Linked DNA regions of Hordeum vulgare: region 2 is linked to region 1. A link is a contact called in public Hi-C data. All regions are on one chromosome and are shown on one strand. Each heading gives the region's core, a stretch centred on a gene start, on an enhancer-like site or on the middle of the called end of the contact. The rest is flanking DNA. Distances are from core to core; before and after follow the strand shown. Region 1 holds the start of LOC123443928 (glycerol-3-phosphate acyltransferase 1). Region 2 holds the start of LOC123443930 (probable receptor-like protein kinase At2g42960).

Region 1 (7,208 bases), core at 4,139-6,638:
AAGGGCGTCCAACCTGCTATGCCATATGGCGCATACTGGTTGACCTATTGGGAATGATACTCCTATTCACTTTCTGACCGTAGTATTGTTTACCCTGGCGGACGTTTGTCGGATTTGGACCTTTGAATGATGTTCCTATAGGTCAGCCTCCTAATTTCTCCCACCTACCACCTTAATTCTCTCCCCCTTCCTCTCATCCCCATATATATCCCGTTACCGATCAATCTCCTGCAAACACGCACTAGAGCAGTGCGACTGGCACCATCCACCTTCATCGTCTCTCCTATCCCAAGCACTTGGCTAGGCCATTTCTACCAGCAAGACCAGCAGAAAGGCAGGTTGGTCAAGCTTGCACAGATAAAGTGTCCGTACGGGCATAGGAAGCAGGAGATGGTCTTCCCCGCCATTCTGCCCAAGATAGCCGTCCACTGGCTCATCAACTTGTACCGCGCGGCCAGGAAGCTCCGCAGCAATGCCTTCCAGTACTACCGTAACTCCACCACCAACACCAAGCCATCCACTCAAGCCGTCTCCAGCTCCGAGCGCGCCATGCCGTCCGCTGCTGATGGGACGGTGGTGTGCGACTTCCACGGTGGGCTCCTGAGGTCCGCCGGCATCTTCCCCTACTTCATGCTCGTCGCCTTCGAGGGCGGCAGCCTGCTCCGGGCGCTGGTGCTGCTCTGCTTCTTTCCCCTCGTGTGCATGCTCGGCGAGCACTCCGACGCCGGCGTCCGGGTCATGACGTTCGTCACCTTCGTTGGGCTCAGGCCACGGGACGCCGACCTCGTGGCCCGCACCATCCTGCCAAAGTTCTACATGGAGGGGCTCCACGCGCAGGTGTACGACCACCTCTGGCTGCCGGCGAAGAGGAAGGTGGCGCTGACGAGCGCGCCGAGGGTGATGGCGGAGTGGTTCCTCAAAGAGTACATGGCCGCGAACGTGGTCGTCGGGTGCGAGCTTGAGATGGTTGAGGTAGGGCGCGTGTGGTATTTCACCGGGCTGCTGTGCGGGACAGGACCAGACAACATGGGCTTGAGGCACAAGGCACTGAGGGAGGCGTTGGAAGCGGACGGCAACATGGCCGACGTTGCCGTCGTCGGGAGCTCCGACCACCTCTGCGCTCCCTACTGCAAGGTGCACTCGTTCGCGCTTTTTCTCTTTATTATTACTATAAATATAGTACTAGTGTACGTACGATTGTCTTAAGTTCATCACCACTACGTACCTACTGCTACCTAGTCCCAACGTTCAGAGTATCATGTTCAGAGTAGTCCCAACGTTCCCAGGTGATGACTTCTTCATTTCCAACGTTCAGAGTATCCCGTTTTGCATTGTCTTGCATGCTACTACAAGCCAACATGGTGCCCCTGCAGTTTTGTTGGATTTGCACCTAGGAAAATAGATTAAAAAGGAGTGACCACATGGTCACCTGCACATGGTGTATATGTGGTGAACAACCTTAAAACAAGCAAAAAACAGGGAGTGGTCATTTTGGCCCTTACAAAGTTACAATTACTATGCCAACATCTAAAACACGAAACCTACTTAAACTAACGTAGTACTATGGTTTTTTACGTAATTGAAAACGTGAAGACATGGGATTGGATTGAAGGAAGTGGAAGGGCCCACACCCATAAAAATCAGGGGCCAAGACAATTTAGTTAGGCATGTTACGTAGGATTTAGTAAATGAATTACGTAAGTCTAGCATTTTTGCCTGAAACACCATGTACAGATGAGGGGAGAGGAATAGTGCGTATCCATTTGCACCAACGGATTTCTGAGCAGTTCCAAGGAATAATAGAGAAAGAGACTCTTGTCTTGTGAGCATAAGGAGATAAGGCTGGTTGTAATAAATAGTACTCCCTCCGTTCCTAAATATAAGACTTTTTTAAAGATTACACTATGAATTACATACGGATGTACATAGACATATTTTAGAGTAGAGATTCATACATTTTGCTCCGTATATAGTCTATTAATGAAATCTCTAAAATGTCTTATATTTAGGAACGGAGGGAGTATCATATACTAGTATCATATATATGATACTAGTCTATGATACCACATTTGTAATACATAGTATCATATGTTAGTATCATATATTAATTTATTTATTATTATATAAGACACATAGTAGTTGACATGCATGATACTATCTATGATATTTTTATTATGAACAACCTAAGTCACATATGTACAGTATCTTTTTTTAAAAGCCGTACAGTACCTTTTTATCACTTTCAGCTATCGCGCTCCCAACAGTCTGCATTAATTCCCTCGCAAAAAAAAATCAGCCTGCATTAATTCCCTCGCAAAAAAATCAGTCTGCATTAATTCCCTCGCAAAAGAAAATCAGCCTGCAATAATGTTTGGAGTAAAACGACGTGACCGTACCGCGCGGGCAGAACTCGCTGTCTCCTAGTACGTCGCAGCATGATAGGTGTGGGGTCGGCAAGAAAAAGTACTGTAGTGGGCTACTTTTCTCTAGGAATAGTAAGCTGCACCACGTTGGGGGCGACACTAGGCAACTCAAATTTAGTTTTTAGCACTACAACCTTTTTTTTGCTATTATGGGCTGGAGAACGGGTCTCTAGTTACACGTTGCAGAATGGATAAACCTTTCTTTTACTGGAATAGAGATGGATAAACTTGGCCTGAAACTGGGACTGCCCGATCTCAGATCCAATCTGTGGTGGTCAGTACATGCGAACCTTTAGTATGTTTGGTGACAGTTAAAACCTTGTGCTTCCTCCCAGGGGGAGGGGGGATATCAAGTGCTCCATGCTCCAACTTCAAAAAAATCAATTTCAAACGTGTCACAAAATTCTGGAAAAATATATGAATGTTTACAAAGAATGTGACTATAACTCCTAAAAATTTCAGGTCCAAACTCTAAATGCACGTTCAGAAACAAAATGTAAAATCTATCATGAATAGTGTCATGCAAAGATAAAAGCAACATTCAACACTATTCACATTTAAATTTGTTTTTTTTCTCAATGTACATTTCGAGTGTGGACCTGAAATTTTTAGAGGATATAGTCACATTCCTTATGAACATTCACATGCGAACATTCACAATTTACTACAGCATTTTTTCACAACTTACAAAACGGGCTAGAAAGCATAGAACTTCGTCTTATAGCATCCGGTCAATCCAGAATCAAAGTGAGGAGCGCCTTTTCAACAAATTAGTAAAAGGAAAAGGTTCATTAGTTGGTGATGGCAACGCAATCACTTGAGCTTTTGTCGAGCCAGGCCAGACTTCATTTTCAGGTTTTGCTTTAATGATGGTCCGGGTCCTCTGAGACGTTTTACCAACCATGAACAAAGAAAGATAATAAAGACTTGCCCGAATTGAGCATAGATTAATTTTGATAACTATGCCATTTACATATGAGATTGATTTCGATAATTTTAGATAGGTGGAAAACATTTCTTTTGGAAAGGGAGCAACCGAGCCCGAGCTCCAATGATTGCTTATAAAACAAATCCATGACATGTATGTCAAAATATTCTAAAAACATTTTCCATGTATATAGAAGTGTATTCTACATAGTTGTATAATTTTATTAGGAAAAATGTTATGTGAGGAATAAATGTGAAAACTCAAAACAAAAAAAATGTAGTCCCGCGATGGTCTAGAGGAAAATCCAGCCAAGCAAATTCAGTGTTTGTTCTAGCTAGAATGAAAAGCCATACGTCATGCGCGGTCCACGGTATGGAAGATGTCCAAAAAAAATCTCTTATGCATCTTGACCTCCAGTTACCTGGATTTTCTAGAGTAGACACATGTTGTTTTTCTTTTAGATTCTTTTGAAATAATCAATTTTTTTGAACATGGGAGCATGTGAGTATTGGGAGGCGGGCAGGGGCAGTGACGACTAGGGGTGGCGGCGGGTGGCGAGTAGGGCATCATGGGGGAGGCGGATGGTAGCGAGTAGAAGCAACGGACTCGAGGACGAGTTGTCCATGGCTCAGGAGAGGAGACGAGGCCATGTGGGAGGAGAAGGGGGGTCACAAGGGGTGAGGGTTCCTCGTACGTTCGTGGTTGTAGGTGGGAATCTGTGAGTTTGGACTTCGCGATCAGAGTCGTGCTTGTTGTTATGTGACCGAACTTTTAGGGTGTTCTCGTCTCAGCATAGCTATGAGCCTTTATTCATCACATAAGCATAGCCGAGGAGAGCCCATACACTCTTCCAAACAACGAAAAATGAGTTTATAAGTGAACTTTTGACCTCATGCATCCTCCTTGCACCCTACTATACATATAGTAATATTATCCCCCTCTGCATGTACGGTGAACAATGGTATGTGTAAGAGGATAAATTATCCCCCTCCTTTGAGGAAGCATCCTAAAGATAAACCTTGTTATAGTAGACAGTTGAAAAGTTATTGTGCCAAGCCCCCAAAATACCAACGCACCGGACTAGCAAACGTCAACAATGAAGAAAAGTGTGGATTGAAAGGTCCAATATGTAGACACACAAGCATAGAGGAGCGGAGACAATATCCATGAAGATCCGCCAAAGACAAACACCGACAACATCTCGTTAGATCCACCAGAGACACACCTGCGCATGCCCTCCGATGATGTTAGACGCAACGCCGAGACAGGGGCTTGGTGGGAGAACTTTATTCCATTTTCAAGAAGTTGCTGTCGTCGCCTCGCCTTACTAAGCTAAATAGACAAGCCCTAAATAGACTAATAACATAAAAAATCAAAGCAAAGTTCCTCTTGTTAGAAAGGATCGGGATCTGCCACTACTCCTTTGCCCTAAGGCTACAGAAATGAGGCAGCTCGGCGGCACACATGAGGTGTGGAAACCCTAGACGCGGGAGTGCTCATGTGGGGAGGAGAAAATTGTGGGAGGTCGTTTTGTTTCCCCTCTATCTGCCCATTTTGCATATATTTTTTCAAAACAAACGGACAAGGTGGTGCATGGTCTGTTTTGTGTTGTAGTTTTGGTCCGTTCTTACAAATAAAACATGGATGAATCCGAGTACACATGAATTCACTTCGGAAAACATATTTCTAAATGACAAACAATCCAATTTTTCTTCCACGCGTACATCCCCACAGTTTATATGCGCGAAAAAAGGTTCTATGAAAAGATAACTTTTTTGCCATGTGCGTAGAAGACCAAAAATATGTCATGAAAAGCTATTTAGAAGCACTCAAGTGTGTCTTTTTCACTCAAGCAAAATAAAAGACATTTTTTCATTAAATATTGTGCTGTATACATATCTTTATCAAATAATAAAGCACTTTCTGGTAGTCCGTCATTCAAGTTACCCCTAAAAACGTCAATAATTACCCACAATCTCGCTCGTAAGTGAAAAAAGGGTTTACACCGGAGAATCCCGGTCTGGGCCGGCCCATGCAGTTGGTGTCCTATACTGCGCTCCGCATGCTGGGGGAAGACACAACGATCCTGTTCGGGTCGTCCATGTCAGGGCGGCCTTTATTTTTCGTTTTTTCCATCTTTATTTTGTAGTGTTCTACATTCAATAATTTGATCATTCAAAAAACTTATGGGAAAACAAAAAATAATAGATAAATTTGAAATAAAATTTTACACAACTCAAAAATGTTTGTGGGCTCAGAAAATGTTTGCTACTTTTATTTTTTTAATTATTCGCATATTCAAAAACTTTCACAAATGTTTTTAAAATACTCAAAAGTAAAAAAGTACATTATTTTTGTAAAATAACGGGTACTAAAAATTGTTAAAATTGAATAAAACTGCAGCAATTCAAATAATGTTCATAAATTGAAACAATCATAAATTTTTTAAAAATGTTCGTAACATACAAAATTATTTATTAATTCAAAATTTGTTCATTGATACGACAAAAGTCATGCATTTCTAAAAGAAAATCTTTAATTTTTGAAATTGCTCGTTGATTCTAGAAATGTTCGCCGATTCAAAAAAATGTTTCTAGAAATGTTCACAAATTTTGAAAACTACTTGCAAAAAGTATAAAGGATTATAGGAAATAAAAATAAAGGCAGAAAAGAAGCGGCATCTACGCGGGGATTATGTAGGCAAGAAAAGGAAGGAAAGCCGCGGGAATTTGGGAGCTCCGGGAACGCAACCAAATCCCACAGTCTTGTCTAGATGGGCCGGCCCAAGAACAAGCGCGGCGCGTAAAAATTCTGAAAAAATGGTCGTCGACCAGGATTCGAACAAGCTAACCACTAGATCAATGATCTGTCAGTTGTTGCTCTTAGTGAGAAACATTTAAGAATAAAATAGTAGATGTGCTATTTATTGCGCACTAAATGTACAGTCCAATTTTTTTTGAATTAACCGAAAACATGTTCATAATCATAGATTACAAATGAAGTTTACGACCATGCAAAAAAATTCACGTATTCAATAAAAAGTTCACAATGGAAAAAGTTCATGGATTCAAAATAAGTTCATTTAAAAAAAAGGCTAAATATATTACGAAACAAATTGCACTGGATAGCATTTTTGAATTTGTGAAAAACACAAAAAACTAGTAATGTTCGTGGTTTTTAAAAATGTTCATCAAATTTGAAAAAACAATTGGGTAATTTGTAAAATAGTTCATCAAACTATAAAAAAGTCCATTCAATTCTGAAAACTGTTCACTTATTTTAGAAAAAGTTCATCATTTTAGAAACTAAGCTCATCGATTTTGAAAAATCTTCATTCATTTTTAAAAATAGTTCACAATAAAACAGTTCATTGATTTCAAAAAAAAGTTCATCAATCTTGGAAAAAAGTTCATCGAATCCGAAAAAAGCTCATCGATGTTGGAAAAAAGATCATTTATCCGAAAACAGTTCATCGAATTTAAAACAGTTTATCAATTTCGAAAAAAGTTCATATCTGAAAACAGTTCATCGAATTTAAAACAGTTTATCAATTTCTAAAAATGTTCATTGGATTTGAAATAAAGTTCAGTGACTTTGTAAAACGTTCACCGAATTTGAAAATGGTTAATGGATTATGAAAAATGTTCAACAATTTTTAAAAGAGTACAGTGATTTTGAAAAACGTTCATCAAATTTAATAAAAATTAAAAGTATTTTGAAAATCGTTCTTCAAATTTTCAAAAAAACTTCTCTGATTTTGAAAAATGTTTGTCGAATTTAAAAATAGTAAATTGATTTAAAAAAATCTCAACCAATTTAGAAAATGTTTATAAACTGTTTCAATAAGTTCGTCAAAT
Region 2 (6,797 bases), core at 235-2,734, 700 kb after region 1:
CATAGTCGGATTCCACGGTCCCACTTGAAGGTGCATTGCGTACTTGCTCCAAGCAAGCTGCCCAACGGCTGCACATAGGCTTCATATTCTCCCAACGCCCTTGAAGCGACCGAAATGTGCGTGGAGTCCTATTGGGATACTTTGCCATAATGCAGAAGTATTGATCTTCGATCCTTTGCCAATATCTCTTGGCGGTTTGAGAAGTACCCGTGCATGCATCAAGAGACACTGCACTCCATGCTTGTATCAAAGCTTGATCTTCCAACATCGTGTAGTTCTTCGATCTTTGGATTTTCCCAGATTTTGATTGCGATTACTCATACGCTTCCGCTTCGATCTCCGCCAAATCGTCCTCACAACCATGATCATCCACGCCGCCCTCCGTTTCATTGTAGTCGAATGTGGCGAACGGGGCTTGATCAATGTCAACGACATTGGTGTCCAACAAATTCACAAACTCGGAAGTTGGATTGTTTGAACCACCGCTATATTGAACGATTAACAAGTCACGAGCTACCGCAACAAATGGCGAAAACAAAAGGAAATGGCCATGACCGAAGACGCATACCTTCTGGCCATTTCGTCAAACACCTCACTTGCGGGGGGAGCGGCACCGTTGAACGACATCGCCGAGGCATCTCTTTCCGGGATGGAGTGAGAGGATGAAGGAGGCGGCTTGTTTGTAGCCAGAATCCTCTTCCTCTTGCTGCCCGCGGCCTTGGTGACCTTCTCCGCCGTCGGCCGAGATCGCGCAACAGCGTTGGCGCCTGGAGCGCGAGCCTTCACGACGGGGGCTGCCGGATTTCGGCCCTGCACGACCACGTTGCCCTGCCGTTTGCGGGCAGGCACGACACTAGCTTGAGCGACGGCGGGGCCAACATGGCCGGCGATGAGATCCGCCCGAGGAGAAGGAGCATGCGCGACCTCGACGGTGACGGGGGGCAGCAAGGATGCGTCCATGGCGGCGAGGGACGGCCGCGGAGGATGCACCGGAGCGTGCGGTGGCGAGGCAATGGTGGCGGCGGGGTGGGGGAGCGGGAAAGGCCGCGCGGAAATGTCCCTCCCGCCAAATCTCGTTGCGGACAGGGGCTGAGCTCGGGTCGACCTCCGAGTCCGTGAAACTAGAGGTTGGGGGAGAAGTTTTGCCGCGCCCCGTAAAAATATTAACGGGCCAGAGCGGGATGCAGGGTCTGATCGGGCAAGTTTTTTCGCCCCGATCCGCATTTTGACGGTTATTTTGTGAATCGGGGTGGAATGCGGGGTATGCGCTTCAAGTTTGTGACCCGCAGACTAGAGCATAGCATCCGCTAACATATCCTAGGCAAAGACTGGCGCAGAGGATCCGGGGAAGCCCGAGGGGATTTGATGACCAGCTCGCGACAGCTGTGCGTGCCCCGGCATGCACCAAGAATTTGCAGACCCGGCGGGCGGGGGAAGCAAAAGATAGTGGCCAAGGCTGTCCCGAGCCAGCCAGCCAGCCTGAATCCATGAACCCTCTTTCTGCGCCATGCTAATACATGCAGTTATTATATTCTGCCAGTTGACCTTATCCTGCAGACCAGCACATTGCCTCCCCTCCACCTCTCTCTCTCTCTCTCTGCTCTTCTTCCATCTCCTCTCGCCCGTTTTCACCAGTCTACCACGCCATTTCTTTAATCGCCTCCCTCACCCGTTTCTGCTTCGCGTCTTCCTCATCCAGCCTTTAATTGTCACACCTGCAACATCCACCACCTTCCAATCCTCCCCCCTTTTACTCCCTCTCACCTCTCTCTCTCTCTCTCTCTCGGATTCCCCCTTCGCCATTGCTGCCACAGGCTGGCTGGATTCTTCTGAAGCTTTGCTACGCGCGGTTGGTTCTTGCTTGCATTTTCCGGTCTCAACTTTCTAGCTTCATCAAGCGCTCGCTACGGGTCGTCTTAATTTCGCTTCTTCCCCTCTTTGATGGTTCTCTGTTTGTTTGTTTGCTCAGGTTCTTTGCTTGACGAATGAGTGGATGGAGCTTCTGCTGCACAAAGAGGTAATAAACTTTGATTTCCTTTTCAACTGGCCCTACTGCCATACTGAGATCAGACATCTTCGTTCCCCTTCTTGCCACTCCATTGTAGTACCAGTCTTTGCTCCTCAGATCGATGCATCTTGCAGACAAGAAAAAAAAACGCGTGCGTGCCTGTCGGAGCAATTATTGTACAGGACAGAAATCGTCCGTCCAAGGAGATTTTCTCTCTTTCTCTCTTGCAAGGACAGAGATGCTTGTTTGTAACACGAGATGTGTTAATTGTCTCGATGCAGCAACAACCTAACCGTATCTAACTTTGTTTACTACTGTCCTTCAGGGAGAAGAATTCGTCCACAGTTGCTGATGCCTAGCAGTGCCAAAATTTAGCACACTGCCGGCTGCCGCCATGGTTTCCACCGGTCTGAGTTCAGAGATGACGAGGAAGGTTCTTGGCCTTACATTGTGGGTCTGGATTGCAATCGGTGTGGTCGCTCTCCTAGTGGCCATTCTGCTGATGATATGTATCTGGGCGGCGTCCCGTCGCAAGACAAAGAGAACCATGGAGAACTTGAGCCAGACGCAGATCCCCATCTACTCCAAGGAGATCCCGGTGGACAGGGTGGGCGGTGGGCGCAGCCTTGCGCAGACGATGCATGAACGTGAGCAGCCTAGCCTCCCAACGCAGGACAAGCACGCCGCGAATCGGGAGCCGGGGAAGGCAGCGGGGCATATGGCATTGAGCAAGTCCTCGGATCACGATAACGTGAGCCAGGGAAGCTCCGTGTGCAATGTGGACCGGGTTGGCAGCGTGCATTCCGGTGAAGATGCCGGCTCGGGGAAGGGCAGGAAACCGTATTCTCCTGCGGCGTTCGTGTCCGCGTCGCCCCTGGTTGGCCTTCCTGAGTTCTCTCATCTCGGTTGGGGTCACTGGTTCACTCTGCGCGACCTTGAATTCGCCACCAGCCGCTTCTCAAAGGAGAATGTGCTTGGAGAGGGTGGTTACGGAGTTGTGTACCGTGGCCGTCTGGTGAATGGAACTGAGGTGGCCATAAAGAAGATTTTTAACAACATGTAAGCTCACTTTCGGTGTTTATAGCTACTTTTCCTATCTGTATACTTGTTCCAATAATTGTGCTGTTGTGCATCTTCCTGCGGTTTGCAGGGGGCAGGCGGAGAAGGAATTCAGAGTGGAGGTTGAGGCTATTGGCCATGTACGGCACAAGAATCTGGTCCGTCTGCTGGGATACTGTGTTGAGGGGGTGAATAGGTATGTGAAGTGCCAGGCATAAATCACTTGCTCAATTATTTCTTGAGAAGCTGCCTAGGCAGTTCAGTACAACAGGCAAAAACTAGGTCTGTTGTTCAGAAAAAACTTGTTCTCAAGTTAGTGCAAGGACTGGACTATCTAAAATGGGCCTTGGTAAAACGATGAGGGAACTGGGACTCTAACTCTTTTTGTTGAGATATTTATTTGTCGCTGGTTAAGTACATAGTTAGAACTTACTGTGTACTAAACCAGTGACTAGAAATATGGAGGGAGTATACTAAACCAGTGACTAGTAATATGGATCGGAGGGTGTATATCATTAATATAAATTTGTATATGTTGTGTTTCTGCAAAAGATATAGTTATCAATATGGCTACCCTGTCAGCCTCTCGCTCCAGGTGTACAATTTAGCAAAATGCAATTCAATTTACAACATGGAGAAGTAGAGATGGTGGGATCAAGTGGGTTGAGTATGAATTTGATTTACCTAGAGAAATGTTCCACTTGATGCCATGTGTGGAAAAATGTGCATAGATCATTTGACAACTAGTGATTTCAGCAAAAACTAGTGAATTATTATATAGCACTGGAGCATCATGTGTTATTTGTGTTGGCCTAGTATATGCTGCTGCTCAGGGACCATATGTACCATACTTTTGTATACTTCCCTATTTAGTGACAGTTGACTGCCTTTTGTGTAATCTGTGATCATTTGCTTCTGAGACAAAAGTTGCCATCACTTGCGTCATTGTCGGGTTTTATCTTTAGAATGCACCTAAGCAAAATATAACGGTGATTTCTTTTTGATAGGATGTTGGTTTATGAGTTTGTGAACAATGGTAACCTAGAGCAGTGGCTTCATGGAGCTATGCGCCAGCATGGTGTTTTTACCTGGGATAATCGCATGAAAGTTGTTATAGGCACTGCAAAAGCGTAAGTTTCGACAGTTGCTAAGTCCATAAAATACATATCCTTTCTGTTGTCTAAATTCGTTTGATTGCAGACTTGCTTACCTTCATGAAGCTATAGAACCAAAAGTTGTTCACCGGGATATAAAATCAAGCAACATTTTGATTGATGATGAATTCAATGGCAAGGTCTCTGACTTTGGATTGGCCAAGATGTTGGGGTCAGATAAAAGCCACATTACCACCAGAGTGATGGGAACATTTGGGTATTGCCTTCACCCTCATTTATCCTGTATTCATGGTCTTTTGCATCATTATTTTACAATCCTTAAAGGAGTTTAATACATACTCATCTTCTTTCTTTCTGTAGATACGTTGCACCTGAGTATGCTAACACTGGGATGTTAAATGAAAAGAGTGATGTTTATAGTTTTGGTGTTCTCTTGTTGGAAACTGTGACAGGAAGAGACCCTGTTGACTATAGCCGCTCTGCCAACGAGGTAAATGATTAGACTTTGTTCATTGCGTTTTCATGTTTTTATTGTCTACCTTTCTGGATCTTACACCATATAGTTTGGAGAAATTCCAGATCATGCCCTGAACTTCAGCGCTGGCTCTTAAACCACCATTATATGTCCTTTTTCTCACTATGCTTAAGAACTGTGTACATCATTTTGTGTGAAGAAACCACTTCACCCACGTCATCAGTCATGGTGGCAAAACCACCTCTAACCCCAGCAGGGAGGGTTAAACGACTGTTTGTTGAGGTTTATGGGTAAAATGTTGGGTTTTAATGTAAAGGTTTAGGTGGCCTGAGCATGGAAGCTCAGGGGGTAAATTGAATTATTGGACATCTTCCTTCCTTTACACTACAGACCGCCATACACTACACCCATCTCGTATTATACACTACAGGCCGTCATACATATATAATGCAAGGTGGACATACATTGTATACGAGAGGGGGGTCTACCGAAGCAAAAGTGTATTTATTTAGACCTACAGTGCTAATGTTTCAGTAAAAATGGCAATTAAACTATATGATAGTTTAGTACTGTGTGCATGGAAACCGTTGTATCAGTTTTTACTTCTGACAATTATGCTTTGGTGATTCGCTTGCTCCAGTAAGTATTTTATATATGAAGAAAAATCAGTATATGTTTTTGTTGAGATGACAATGAATCCTCTCATTTAGGTCAATCTTGTCGAGTGGCTCAAAATGATGATAGCCAACCGGAGAGCAGAAGAAGTGGTTGATCCAATCCTAGAGGTTAGGCCAACCATTAGGGCTCTTAAACGAGCTCTGCTAATCGCCCTAAGGTGTGTTGATCCTGACTCTGAAAAGAGGCCTAAGATGGGCCAGGTTGCTAGGATGCTTGAGTCGGAAGAAGTTCCATTCCGGGAGGTAAATGATTAAAATCCTACTCTAATGTATGCTGCTATAACCACAAATTTTGTCTAACATCTCTCCCTAAAAGGACCGGAGAAACCGGAGGAGTCGGACGGGGAGCATGGACATCGAATCTATTACAGAGGGATCAAATTCGGCTGAATTTGCAAGCAAGGTAGAAAGGACTGGCAGCTCAAGATCAGACCGGTCTCAGTCCTGAGTAGTCCTGACGTTTGGGCCTGTCTTTGGATCATGAGCACTCATGCTCGTTGATTGGTCCGAGAAACGGTGTTGATCACCAAGGTGATTACTGCCCCGAATCCCTGTAGGAAATGTTAGTGGGTTAATGAAGGCAAGCCCAGATTTTACTACTAGCTAAAGTTTAGGCCGAGCTGTTAGGTCGAGCAGAAGCATTCTTGGAGGAAGAATTCCCTGGTGTTTTGTTCAATGTATTTTGTGCTGTGTAGGTATGTGTTGGTGCCTGGGATGATCATGCTTGTGAACCGGGATGTTCCTTCAGTTTGTCACAGTGGACCATTCTTCATTTTCTTTTCTGATTTTTTGGGTCTTGCATTGTTACCCTGTGAGTTTTTTGCGTGCTTCTGTTAAAAAAAAGTCGTCGTTTGTTGGGCGAACTACATGAGGTGGCTTCATCAACTGAAACAGCCAGAACCTACATGGTTCATTTGGGTGGACATTTTGATTTGACAGACTTCTGCCTAGAGTAAAAAACTTTTTGTCAACGCAAATTGCCTTAGGCCTCCTTCGGTTGTTAGGGGGCCAATCCATGCAGATCTCACATGGAGAGAAGTCATAGACAAGGAAAAGTGAGAAAACAGACCATTGCAGTTGTTGCTGATGTTCTGATTACGGTGATATTGTTGTACTGAATTATGAGCAATTCCTTTAAAGCAAACATTAACAATGCCGAACGTTAAGGCGCGGAATATATAACTTTACCCAAGGGGGAGGGGGGCATAGATACGAGCACAACGTTCAGATGAGCTGGGGAGTGAACAGTAAAATCGGTAAAAATACTAAATAAATTAAAAAAATGATTTTTGGTGTGGAGTATGATGATTGTGTGCGTGATGTCCGTGCCAAATTTCAGAGCACTTGGATATCTGAGTAGCTTCCGGCCAGAAAAAAGACAAATTTAAGGTCTGAAAAGGTTTACTATTTGGACCTGATTTTTTTCCTCGGAGCTACTAAGATGTTCAAATGATTTGAAATTT

What was found. Hi-C and Micro-C count contacts between places; a contact is called where the count stands out from the background.
Region 2: a contact with region 1 is called in a Hi-C map of seedling, with 4 times the contacts expected there. The contact joins the promoter of LOC123443930 here to the enhancer-like site in region 1. A contact is called at or near these places in 1 of 6 Hi-C or Micro-C datasets (seedling) and 1 of 1 datasets of contacts at active chromatin or transcription factors (embryo).

Annotation. Positions count from the first base shown.
Region 1 is chr3H:385,511,968-385,519,175 of MorexV3_pseudomolecules_assembly, forward strand. It overlaps LOC123443928 (glycerol-3-phosphate acyltransferase 1), which reads left to right and starts at 214. Exons shown (of 2, transcript XM_045120492.1): 1 at 214-1,134. The coding sequence starts at 391. Within about 2 kb of position 5,389, at least 1 of the 3 cell types and tissues checked has open chromatin away from gene starts, as enhancers often do. A contact at or near this core is called in seedling, where this site is marked.
Region 2 is chr3H:386,216,555-386,223,351 of MorexV3_pseudomolecules_assembly, forward strand. It overlaps LOC123443930 (probable receptor-like protein kinase At2g42960), which reads left to right and starts at 1,485. Exons shown (of 9, transcript XM_045120493.1): 1 at 1,485-1,849; 2 at 1,970-2,017; 3 at 2,334-3,067; 4 at 3,159-3,263; 5 at 4,075-4,197; 6 at 4,268-4,438; 7 at 4,543-4,672; 8 at 5,368-5,577; 9 at 5,651-6,200. The coding sequence starts at 2,403. The coding sequence ends at 5,782.